2 separate regions of the Danio rerio genome follow, and region 1 is linked to region 2. Evidence: chromatin contacts called from public HiCAR-type data. All regions are on one chromosome and are shown on one strand. Each heading gives the region's core, a stretch centred on a gene start, on an enhancer-like site or on the middle of the called end of the contact. The rest is flanking DNA. Distances are from core to core; before and after follow the strand shown. Region 1 holds the start of LOC560947. Region 2 holds the start of xrcc2 (X-ray repair complementing defective repair in Chinese hamster cells 2).

Region 1 (6,538 bases), core at 3,822-6,321, 230 kb before region 2:
ATTCTGTTGCTGCTGCTCAGGTTGTGGTTCAGGGATCTGATTTTGTCCCCTACTGGCCACAACCTCCACATGCTGCAGGTTCTGATGAGGCATCTGATTCACAAATGCTTCATCCTGCTGGAGACAAAGACAAAATCATGTTGCTCAACAGATTTACAGACAAGCTGAAGATCTGTCAACTCAAATGGCTGGAATCTACCAAAACTTTATAAGTGAGTGTATTTATACACACACACTATGATTTGTTGTTTTACTTCATATTACTTGATATAAAAGCTAGACACTTTTTTTGCACAGGCCTTTCTAAAGAGGTAATAGTGCAAACTAATGGTCAACAGTAAAAATGTTTCCTCTTCTCAAGCAGGAAAACCACCGACAGTGAAGAATGTGTGATTACTTGCTGTCAAGGCTTTACAATCAAAAAGTCTCATTATAATGGAGGTCAATGGAGCAAAAACAGCCACTAACATAATGAAAGGATAGTAACAATACACAAGAGTTAAAGAGAACATTTGAGCTTATTTTTAAGCAACAGCATTAGAAAAAAAGTAATACATGACCATTTTAATCTAAAAATAATGCAAATATAAAGTTTTTTTACATCACTTATTTAAAAAGTAGCTAATTAACGCATTTAATAACTGTTTTGGGGAACAATCCTGGAAAAGTACATTCAGGGTAGACTCTTTTTTAATTCTAAAAGTGAGTAAAGACTGACTAACCAATTCTCTCATTCTTCTGAGAGGACGAGCAGACTGAAGACCACGCAGAACCCCACGGACTCTTCCATTCACTACTAAGTCTCTCTGCTGAGGTCTCTCAGGTTCATTCTGTTGCTGCTGCTCAGGTTGTGGTTCAGGGATCTGATTTTGTCCCCTACTGGCCACAACCTCCACATGCTGCAGGTTCTGATGAGGCATCTGATTCACAAATGCTTCATCCTGCTGGAGACAAAGACAAAATCATGTTGCTCAACAGATTTACAGACAAGCTGAAGATCTGTCAACTCAAACTTCTATATGTGGAATCTATGATTTAACAATGAATCTACCAAAACGCTGTAAATATTTATGCACACACACACACTGAGTTGATTTACTCAATAGAACTTCATATAAAAGCTTGACAGTTTTCTGCACAGGCCTGTCTAAAGGGTTAATAGAGCAAACTAATGATCAACAGTAAAATGTTTCCTCTTCTCAACTGAGAAAGCCACCAACAATCAAGAATACATGATTACTTGCTGTCAAGGCTTTACAATCAAAAGTGTCATTATAATGAAGGTCAATGGGGCAAAAACAGCCACTAACATAATGAAAGGGTAATAACAATACACAAGAGTTAAAGAGAACATTTGAGCATATTTAAAAGCATTAGTGTTGGGTAAAAAAGTCATATATGACCATCTTAATCTAAAAAAATGCAGATATAACATATTTTTTACATCACCTACTTTAAAAAGTAACTAAGCAACACATTTATTTACTTTTTTCCAGCACTGATAAGCAGATTGATGCTTGATTTTTTTGGGAAACAATCCTGGAAAAGTACATTCAGTGTAGACTCTTTTTTTAATTCTAAGACTGACTAACCTGTTCTCTCATTCTTCTGAGAGGACGAGCAGACTGAAGACCACGCAGAACCCCACGGACTCTTCGGTTCACTACTAAGTCTCTCTGCTGGGGTCTCTCAGGTTCATTCTGTTGCTGCTGCTCAGGTTGTGGTTCAGGGATCTGATTTTGTCCCCTACTGGCCACAACCTCCACATGCTGCAGGTTCTGATGAGGCATCTGATTGACAAATGCTTCATCCTGCTGGAGACAAAGACAAAATCATGTTACTCAACAGATTTACAGACAAGCTGAAGATCTGTCAACTCAAATTGCTACTGTGAAGTCTATGATTTAACACTGAATCTACCAAAACCCTAAGTGAGTGTATTCAGACACACACACTGTGATTTGTTGATTTACTCCATAAAACTCCATATAAACATTTGGAAACCTTTTTTTGCACAGGCCAGTAATATCAACGCAATAATATAATATAATGCAAATATAACTCATTTGTCACATGACTTGCTTTTAAAAGTAACCAAGTAACACATTTAGGGCTTTTTCCAACACTAATTTTTAATTCTAAGACTGGGTAAAACAGAAAGCAGGAACTAACCGGTTCTCTCATTGCTTTGGGAGGAAGAGCAGGCTCAAGACCAGACAGAAGCTCACGGATTATTTCGTTCACATCTGTCAGCTGAGGTCTTTCAGGTTGTGGTTCAGGGATTCGATTTTGTCCCCTACTGGCCACAACCTCCACATGCTGCTGCTTCTGAAGAGGCATTTAAATATAATTATATAATATAATTATTCTTTAAGCTGTTGGAGACAAAGACAAAATCATGTTACTCTGAACAGATTTACAGACAACCTGAAGATCTGACAATTTAAACTTCTATATGTGGAGTCTATGAATGAAGCAGGTTCTAGATAAATCATGTGTTGATCTGTGAGCTTTTAAATGATGGCTGCAGATAATAGTATACTCGGTGTGGGGTGGTCAACACTGGTTGTTTTAAAACTATTGAACATCTCCCAATCTCAATTTTCAAATGTTCACTACTGTATAGACTAAAATCTCCACCCAGTAACACTGAGTATAACTAAAAGGAAGCAGGAACTCACCCATGCCTCTCTTATCTGCTGCAGAGTCGGAGACCGGCGACACCTCGAAACTCTTCGAAGTCTTTTATAATCTTTAGGCTCTGCTGAAACCATCTGAAACATGTATCCGTTGCCCTATCGAAAAAAAACAAACAGATTAATTAAATACTCAGAACTTAATAGCCCAGTTTAAAGCTTCCTTTAATTAATATTCTGAAGATAAGTGAAAGCGAGAGGCAGTAGTGACTTACAGGACACACAGGTGGGCCCAAAGCTGGCTCAGCAGGCGTGGGGATTTGATTTCCGTAGCCCGGGGTGTCAGACTCGGCATACACAGGAGCTCCAGGCTGGCTCTTGAGGACTGGGGATGTGGTGGGTTCCCTGTTCTCAGGCACAGAAGCTCCTGGTGATGTTTCTGGTGCCTCCAAAAACGGCACTGAGGAGATGTCAACCTGAGGCTCCTCAACAGGGCGCTCAGCCACCATGATGGCCCCTGCAGCGAGGGCAGTGGCGAGCTCACCTGAGGCCTCAGTGACGGAGGACGCATCTGCTGTCTCTGCTGGACCAGACGCAGAAAACTCGTCCTGTTGAAGAATCAGACATAATCTTAAGTCAGTTTAATATATTATGAGTTAATTTGACTCAGGTTAACTTGATTTTGCTTTTTCGTTTTATTAATATTTCATTTTTTGTAAGTTACCTCCACAGTTTGACTCTGGTGATCTGAAGTGAAGTCAAACTGACGCTCCTCATCGATGGGGTGTAACACCTCCATGATAGCCCACCAGCGGCCGGTGGAGAGGGCCGTGGCGAGCTCTTCTGCGCTCTCAGGTGACAGAGAGGCAGGAATCAGGTTGGAAAGATGGTTGAAATCAATGGTCGACATGCTGGTGACAAACGCAATGACGAAACAGAAGAAGTAGAAGATCGATAGACACTGATGACGATGGCAAACACACAGTAAAGCACTGTGAAACAAAGAAATGAGATTAGTAAATAATAAAAAGCTTCTGAACAGTTTGTATTCTCTTAAAATAACCAAAACACACAGTAATCATGAAAATTACAGCATTAGGGGAGAGCAAGGATGAAAGTAACATGGGAAAACCCTGACAACATTTGCTTTCCAGGCTATAACAGCACAAGCCTTGATGGAGCTGCCAAATATCAACTGATTTTAGGACTGTGTCCTGCGGTTAGGTCTGAATTTCAGCTTTTAAGAGCAGAATTCATATCAGTTCTTTTTTTTAACATTACCAAGATCATAGTCAAATATATTTCAAATAAACAAGATTAAGCCAGTAAATCCAGCAAATATTGTGTTACTTCTGACCCACCCAGTAACAATCTGCAACTTTTGTTTGACGTGAAGTTACAGTATTGAAGTTGTTCTACATTGATACAAATTAACAGCTGGTCTGGACAGAGTTAGTTACCACAACAAACATTTAGTTTTGTTAATTAGGTTTTTACATTCAAATGTTGCTTTCATCCCCGCTTAAAACACCCACTGTATAGCATTGTGAATGTGTATTTCACTGCGTGTAACGTTAGTTTAAATCAATAGCTGCTTTTCAACTGCCCGGCCTGTAAAGACCTATACCTCCGGTCACCGCCAGGGTTTTTGGTCTGCCAGACACCTTTAACCAAAACCGGACAGCGGAAAAGCGGCTATGATACAATATTTGAGCTAAAAACAGCATGTTTTCTGAAATATTAAACATTTTTAACAGAAAAAACAGATTTATTAACATAAAAAAGTTAAAGAGCACAGAGTAAAATGTACTTACGATCATTCGACAACTCGGTATGATGTAAAAAGTAGAACACTCCAATATATCTGAACGTTCCGAAATAACCATGACGACGGCGCGGGGGAATCTATTACATCACTACAGTATGTGTAGTTATAGCTGAAGTGGTCATTAACACAATATATGCTTTTAAATGAGTTTATATTGATGCATTTCCCATTTCTTGTAATATTTGTATAGCATGAAGTACATTCAAATAAATTTATATTCATTTTAAAACATGTTGTGCGTATTTTTTTCTTTAAAAAATTTAAAAACAAAAACATTGCAAAACATTTACAGAACATTTACTGCTAAAACATCTAAAGCTAATACCATATTTTAAGAAAAAACAATACAATAAAATACTACAACTAATAATTACAATATTAATAGTTTAGAGGTACATAAGTTGTGAAATTGAATAGAAGACATGCATTCTGTTGCTCTACTCACTATTTTTTATTAGTGTAATTCTTTATTGCCGCCAGTAACCTCTTTTATTCCGTGATGTGACGGTTATTCTATAGTTAATTGCATTTAAGAGAATATCTTCAATAAACCGTTTGTAAGAGCTTAATATGCACGTTTGAGTTTGAGCTTTGGTCGCATGTACACAGTTTTGGCCAGCAGGTGTCGCCAGCAGGTGGAGTTTTCAATGCTTGCAAACAGTGAATTATTTTAGTGAAGTAATTCAATTGTAGTCCAACTTACTCACCTCTCTGCATATCCAGCTCTTCATCAGGGGTCACCACGGTGAATGATACACAACCCTGGCACATGTTTTACCTGCTGACTCTAGAACAGTAGCCTACATACAATTAATGCAATGCCCACATTTATCATGCAGGTGGCCAATCTGAGACTCCAGTGTTTGTGTGTGTGTGTGTGTGTGTATGTGTGTGTGTGTGTTTTTCACTTTTTTGATATTTCATTCATTCATTCATTCATTCATTCATTCATTCATTCATTCATTCATTCATTCATTCAATTTATTCATTCATTCATTCATTCATCAATTGTGTATTCATGTTGTATATAAAGGTGTTAAAGAAAGGGAATTTCTGGAACAGAGCAGCACTGTAACATTTACTATAGTTAATTAAAATGTTCCTACATAGTGGCCACATATTATCATTTTGTTTCATGTTTTTGACAAAAATAAGGCAGACAGACCCCAAGTGTTGCTCAAGCACTGGTTATGTAATAAATAACACATTTAATGTTAGCTTCTTAGTTTCTTTTTGTAAATAAGATAATGTTTTGCTTAATAAGATTTCAATAATGCAAAATGTATTTATATCAAGCAGTCAAAACGTCATGCTCAGAATACCACACCAGGAAAACCCTGGATAATAATAAATCAAATTGCTCCAGTCCTTGATTCTGATTGGCTGAGCGGTGTTCTAGGCTGTTGTAAAATACCCCACAGACATGCAGTAATTGCAGCTTGGTAAGCATCTGATATCAGTACTAACTTGAGGAACTGTTTATTTGATCCGTTTCATTTTATAAATCATTTGATCTGACCAAAAGAGCCAGCGAGAGAGGGAGAGAGAGAGAGAGAGAGAGAGAGAGAGAGAGAGAGGGGAGAGAGAGAGAGAGAGAGAGAGAGAGAGGGGAGAGAGAGAGAGAGAGCTCCAAAAAGCTTTTAAGTTATTTATTTATTTAAAAAAAAAAAAAAAAAAAAACTAAATTAGAATTAAATTCAAAATAAAATGACTTTGGGCTTAAAGTGAGGATTTAGAAACAACAAAAATAAAGCAGAGAGCCAAAAGAAGCAACGGTTCAGTGAATTTAAAAGGGGGATTTATGTGGAGTGATGTACTGTACCATTATAAACTCACTATAAACCACAGCTTCATGCTTATTTCTTAACAGCAGCAAGGTTTCACACAAATAAAACACAAGAAATGAAACAAATAAAGGTTTCTTTGGCGCAATACTGAGAGCAGAATATTTACCAAAGCAAAAGCTGCAGAATCAAGGACAAACTCAGACTCAACGACATGAACTGTCCATTTTATAACTGAGATTTTGTTTGTAGTCGACTAAAAAGCCAATCACATGGCAGCAACTTAATGC
Region 2 (6,545 bases), core at 382-2,881:
TTTGTTAGTTTAGTTCCAGTTTTGTCTTTGATGCTGACTAATCTAATATATATGCACAAATATATAATTTTAAAGGGAGAACATACAAACTCCACACAGAAATGCCAACTGACACAGCCGAGGCTTGAACCAGTGACCTTCTTGCTGTGAGGCGATTATGTTTCCCACTGCGCCACCAGGTTGTTCCATAAAATAAAATAAAATAAAATAAAATAAAATAAAATAAAATAATAAAATGTAAAGAAATATCTACTGTTCCTTGATAAATGATTAAATTTATATACCAAGCAGGCCCATAGCTAGCCTGGTGAAAGGGATGGTCCTTTTTTTAAAAAAGTGGCTTGGTCCCTTTCTTAATCTGGGGTTGCCACAGCGGAATGAACCGCCAACTTATCCAGCATATGCGTTACGCAGCAGATGCCCTTCCAGCTGCAAACCATCTCTGGGAAATTTTATAAAATTATGAGATTTAAATACTGCATTTAGTAACATTTTAAGCAATATTTTAGCTGAATTAGCTTGTCAGATGGTCATCATAACCACACTTTTTTGATATGTCAAAAATATTTCCCAAAGATTTACATTAAAGAAATGTAAACTAATACTTATTTTTAAATACATATTATTTACATCATACATCATTAGAAAAAAATTGGAATCTGTTAAAAACTTAAATAAAAACTGTAGTCTATTGTCATTTATTAGGCAAATAGCAATAACAACAACAACTGGCCAGCACATTCAACTTTCCTCAGTCCATTTGAAAAGCAAAATAATTAAATATTTAATATATTATTAACATAATAATAATGTAGAGCTTCACAATTTTTCTAGCCTCTCCTGTAAAGAACGTACAGCCTACATTTGAAAATGATGGATAACAACAATGGCCGAAATAGTATTCAAATCATTTTCAATATGAGCCGCTTTACTTTTTATTGCTCATTTTTTTATTTGTTTCCAAGATTTAGAAAAAAGTTACTTGTAAAATGTTTTCTCTGTTTAAAAACATAGCGAAAGAAGACTTCTCTGACGCCAGATTGTAAAGTGAAAACATTTGTTTATTGGCTGAAACTGATTAGCTAAGTCAAACCGAAGCGGCAGCCAATTCCGCTTGGTATTAAACCCTTTTTTGAATGGGTTATTTTCAATATTTATCATGGCATAAAAGTCAAAATAGGACAAATGAGCTCATGAATGAAGCAATTCTGGACCTTTATCAGTGAGTGGTGGTCTTCCAAACCACCCGAACCCCCATATACGTTCATCTCACTGTAAACAAGAGGCAAGTAAACAAATCATAATGCGCCATTCGCTCTGTTCAGGCAGTTTGCTAGCTCATGAAATTACGGAGCCTACTACGGCGAAAGTTATGGTTATGAATATTAATTACGCCGTGTTTACGTTACTCAGTAGTCTTCCAGTTAGCGAACGTTTTACATTTGTGCTGGCGGAGGCTTGGCTCATGATGAATATTAATAAGCTCTCCTTTACCATAGTAGGGTTCGTATTTTCGCTGACAGGCAGACCTTGTGGACCATGATGAGGCAGCGCGAGTGGATCCAGCATGTTTCTATTTTTTGCCTTCCCTTTGACTCGGGAAGCACTCGCGAAAAATAACTCTGCAAAGCATTATCGTGGGATAATTTACACCGTTTTAAAGGTATACCTGACAAGCCTGTTAACGACACATGGTTTGTGTGACGTCGTTTTTGTTGTGACATGCTGTTGTGTTTGTGTGCTTGAATGTTACGTTAGTGCTGGTGATGGCAGCAGCTCGGCCCCCTCCATGCGTGATTGACTGCGGGACAGGGTGAGTTTGTTTACAGTCACCGAATGTGTTTATATGCCTGGTGGATATAGCAAGGCTTTAAAAAAATATTGTGTCTCTTTGTTGTTGCTGACTAAATAATATTTTTTGACTATATATGTGCCTCTGTATCAATATTATATGTTTGATATACGTCACTACACAATTAATAGTAAATACTGCACTCTTAAGTTTTTTAATTGGAGTTAAAACATTGGTATTGTGGGCTATTTTATAAAACATGGATAACACATTACAATACGGTTGTATTATTTAATGTAGTGCAATGCATTTACTACAACGAACAAGTAGCATTATTAAGTATTCATTTATTATTAATTATGATATATTAATTATAATAATGATTTATTTATCCTTGTTAACATTAATGGAAATATAGTTTTCCATTGTTAGTTCGTTTTAACAAACAAGTTATTAGTTACCTAACAAGCATGCATTTTGATTTTAACAATGCATTAGTACATGTTGAACTATAATTCATTAAAGCTATAAGAGTTATTCATAATTAGTGTGTGGTAGTAAATACATTAACATTAGCTAATGTTGAATAAAATATGGAAACAAAAACTAAAACAAAATATGTCAGAGGGTGGCACGGTGGTTCAGTGGTTAGCACTGTCGCCTCACAGTAAGATGGTCGCTGGTTCGAGTCGCAGCTGGGCTAGGTGGCATTTCCGTGTGAAGTTTGCATGTTCTCCTCGTGTTTGCGTGGGTTTCCTTCGGGTGCTCCAGTTTCCCCCACAGTCCAAAGACATGCGCTATAGATGAATTGGGTAAACAGAAATTGGTTATAGTAAAAGTGTGTGTGTGTGTGTGTGTGTGTGTGTGTGTGTGTGTGTATGTGTGAGAATAAGAGTGTGTATGTGTTTCCCAATACCAAGTTGCAGCTGAAAGAGCATCCACTGTGTTAAACATATGGTGGAATAGTTGGTGGTTCATTCCACTGTGACGACTTCTGAAGTAGAGACAAAGCTGAAGGAAAATGAATGAATGAAGGAAAATAAATGCAGTCTGGTTGAACATAAGGGACTTCTTTCAGAAAAATTGACCAATTCAAAAATATTCCACACCTTTAATTGATACTGTTAAACTATGATTAGTACTTCAGTTATTAATATTTTTTAATGTCTAGTGATAACTTCAGTCCTGTAAAACATAAAATTTTTTAAATATTTTTAAAATGAGTGTCTATTATTTCTAACACAAACAATTTATTACAGTATTTATTCATCTTTATTAACCTAATTAAAATAAAGTTCATTAGTTCATTAACTCGCAGTGCATTAACTAATGTAATCAAGCACAACTTTGGATTTTGATAATACATTAACTATGATTGAACTATGATTAATAGATGCTATTCAAGATCATTTGTTTGTACAAAGTTCAAATGCATTAACTAATGGACCCTAATTCAAAAGCTTTACCAAAACAACTAATGCAGACACAGCTGTCTTGATAATGCATCTAGTATTTTCATATGATAAATAAAGAGGCTCTTATAAGCTTGGCTTCTATAGGAAGCAAAGAAATATGCATGATATGCTTTTCTGCATGATTTATGTTTTCATCTGAAATATTTCGGTCTTGTTTACTTGGCTGCCACTTCGAGATATTAATCAGGTGCGTTAAAGCTAAATAATAAACTACCACAGCTCTTATTTGATTAATAGACAGATGATGTACTCGCTGGAAATACTGATTGAAAATGACAAAACTAAAAGACTTTACCACACTCAATCTGGTTCATTCATCTGATTCATGATGATGATTATATACTGTTCTTCTTCATCAGGTACACCAAGATTGGTTATGCTGGAAACACAGAGCCCCAGTTCATCATGCCAACTTGTAAGCTGCCTGCTATTTTAAAGGAATAGTGCACCAACACAATTAAAATGCACTTATTATTTACTCAGTCCTAGGTAGTTCCAAACCTTTAAGAGTTTCACAAAAGAACTATTGACTTCCATAGTAAAAAAAACAAACAATCCGTTGGAAGTCAGTGATTACAGGTTTTCTGTGTTCTTCACAATATCACAGAAAGTATTCAGACCCCCTTACATTTTTCAATCTTTGTTATACTGCAGCCATTTGCATTTGTTCCTCATTAATGTACACACAGCACCTCATATTGACAGAAAAACATAGAATTGTTTATGTTTATTTAGATTTATTAAAAACAAAAACTGAAATATCAGCTGGGGTCTGTTCTTCGTAGCTCGCTTAAATAATCTAAGATGATTTGGCAGATCCTGGATCTTTTAATCTTGATAACTGATCTCTGGCTAATTTGGTTCTTCAAACAGGTTTGTGAATCAGATTAAAATGTCTGGATGAACTGATCTGAGATCAATGCGTGTGTTGTGAAGGACTGATCTATCGATCCTCGAAATCATGATCAGCAATGCAACGATTGGCTGACGGCACAGCAGCGTAATGACATCATCTGATTAATATTCAATTATCCATGTGAGCTAAATTACATAAAATTCATTGAAAACGGTTTGTTAAATATTACACGCAATAACTTTACACCTTGTTGTGGGCTGCATGATTGGCCCTTTCATGTGTCAAGAGCAGTTTATTCAGTTTTACAGTTAGAGTGGATTTTCCGTATTATAGTACCCATAGTAGTATTATTGTAGCCGTTTTGTTTTTTATCAGTGTAAAGAATAACTGGATGTTTACAAAAGCATTTTGATATTGGTGAAGGCTTCTGCAACTGTTATGAAGCATCAAATCACCGTCATATTAACTGTCAAAACATGTTTATGACTGCATAAATGTATTATTGCTTTTAAAAAGTCACATATTGTGCATTTCTACTATCATACACAAATTGTACTAAAGTGATCTAAAAAGTTCATATCAATAAGTTTTTTTCTTTGCACCACCAGGTGGCAGTCTTTGTACTTTCATTTCAGGGTTGCAGATTGCATACGTTTTCTAGTATGGGTAACTGCAGTCTGGAGCAATGGGCGTGGCAAAAGGTGGGGGCGGAGTAAAAGGTTTTTCATTGGTCAGGTTTTTTTCCGGTAGGGGCGTGGCAAAAGGTTTTTCATTAACAGATAACTTTATTTATTTTATTAATAACTATAACTTTATATAGTTTTTAAAAAAATTGTATTTTCCCAAGTGTATATTACTACTACTGTTAAAAAAATATCAGAATTCGGTACATACTTTCTGTATTATCTTTGCTTGAACTGAGCCGATCTAATTATGTTTATATGAATTAAACCTGCTTCCTACCAGGTTTGAGCTAGCAGAACTGTTGCTATGAAAACAACTCTCCGATCAGTTTTGATTAGAATTGATCCTGGATCATGTCAAATCGTCAATAACCAAATCCAGCTAACTGAGTAATCCACGTACGAAGAACGAACCCCTGGTCCTAAGTATTCAGACCCTTCGCTCAGTATTTAGTAGAAGCACCCTTCTGATCTAATACAGCCATGAATCTTTTTGGGAAAGAAGCAACAAGTTTTTCACACATGGATTTGGCCATCGTTTGCCATTTCTCCTGGCAAATCTTCTCCAGTTCTGCCAGGTTGGATGGTAAATGTTGGTGGACAGCCATTTTTAGGTCTCTTCAGAGATGCTCAATTGGGTTAAAGTCAGGGCTCTGGCTGGGCCATTCAAGAACAGTCACAGAGTTGTTGTGAAGCGTCTGCTTTGCTTTTTTAGCTGTGTGCTTAGGGTCATTTTCTTGCTGGAAGGTAAACCTTTGGCCCAGTCTGAGGTCCTGAGGACTCTAGAGAATGTTTTCGTCCAGGATATATTCATCTTTCCCTTGATTGCAACAAGTCGTCCTGTCCCTGCAGCTGAAAAACACTCCCACAGCATGATGCTGCCACCACAGTGCTTCACTGTTGGGAGTGTATTGGACAGGTGATGTGCAGTGCCTGGTTTTCCCCACGCATACCTCTTAGAATTAAGGCCAAAAAGTTCTATCTTGGTCTCATCAGACCAGAGAATCTTATTTCTCACCATCCTGGAGTCCTTCAGGTGGGCTTTCATGTGTCTTGCACTGAAGAGAGGTTTACGTTGGGCCACTCTGCCATAAACCTGTGACTGGTGGAGGGCTGCAGTGGTGGTAGAGTTTCTACAACTTTCTTCCATCTCCAGACTGCATGTCTGGAGCTCACCCACAGTGATCTTTGGGTTTTTCTGTACCTCTCTCACCAAGGCTCTTCCCTGGTAGCTCAGACGGCTAGCTATAGGAAGGATTCTGTTCGTACCAAACGTCTTGTATTTAAGGATTACGGCCACGGTGCTCCTAGGAAGTGCAGCAGAAATGTTTCTGTAACCTTGGCCAGATCTGTGCCTTGCCACAATTCTGTCTCTGAGCTCTTCAGGCAGTTCCTTTGACCTCACGATTCTCATTTGCTCTGACATGCATTGTGAGCTGTAAGCTCTTATATAGACAGGCGAGTGGCATTCCTAATCAAGTCCAATCAGTATAATCAAGCTCAGCTGGACTCAAATGAAGGAGCAGAACCATCTCAAGGATGACCAGAAGAAATGGACAGCAACTGAGTTAAATATGTGAGTATCACTGTTTTTATTTTAAATTGGGGTGCTCTGTGTACATTAATGAAGGAAAAATGAACTTAAAAAATTATTATAGCAAATGGTTGCAATAAAACAAAGAGTGAAAAATGTAAGGGGGTCTGAATACTTTCCGTACCCCCTATAAATGATAACAGAA

The links. HiCAR-type assays count read pairs that join an accessible place to other places.
Region 1: a HiCAR-type map of caudal fin shows a contact between it and region 2, with 11 times the contacts expected there. The contact joins the promoter of LOC560947 here to the promoter of xrcc2 in region 2. A contact is called at or near these places in 7 of 18 Hi-C or Micro-C datasets (caudal fin, embryo, hematopoietic stem cells and 2 more) and 1 of 4 datasets of contacts at active chromatin or transcription factors (caudal fin).

What each region holds. Positions count from the first base shown.
Region 1 is chr24:7,761,606-7,768,143 of GRCz12tu, reverse strand. It overlaps LOC560947, which reads right to left and starts at 5,071. Exons shown (of 10, transcript XM_073941487.1): 1 at 4,451-5,071; 2 at 3,361-3,628; 3 at 2,912-3,244; 4 at 2,682-2,795; 5 at 2,173-2,328; 6 at 1,593-1,814; 7 at 723-941; 8 at 1-114. The coding sequence starts at 3,546.
Region 2 is chr24:7,527,977-7,534,521 of GRCz12tu, reverse strand. It overlaps xrcc2 (X-ray repair complementing defective repair in Chinese hamster cells 2), which reads right to left and starts at 1,631. Exons shown (of 3, transcript NM_001386478.1): 1 at 1,495-1,631. The coding sequence starts at 1,569. actr3b (actin related protein 3B) reads left to right here and starts at 1,757. Exons shown (of 9, transcript NM_001089556.1): 1 at 1,757-1,813; 2 at 3,627-3,682. The coding sequence starts at 1,767.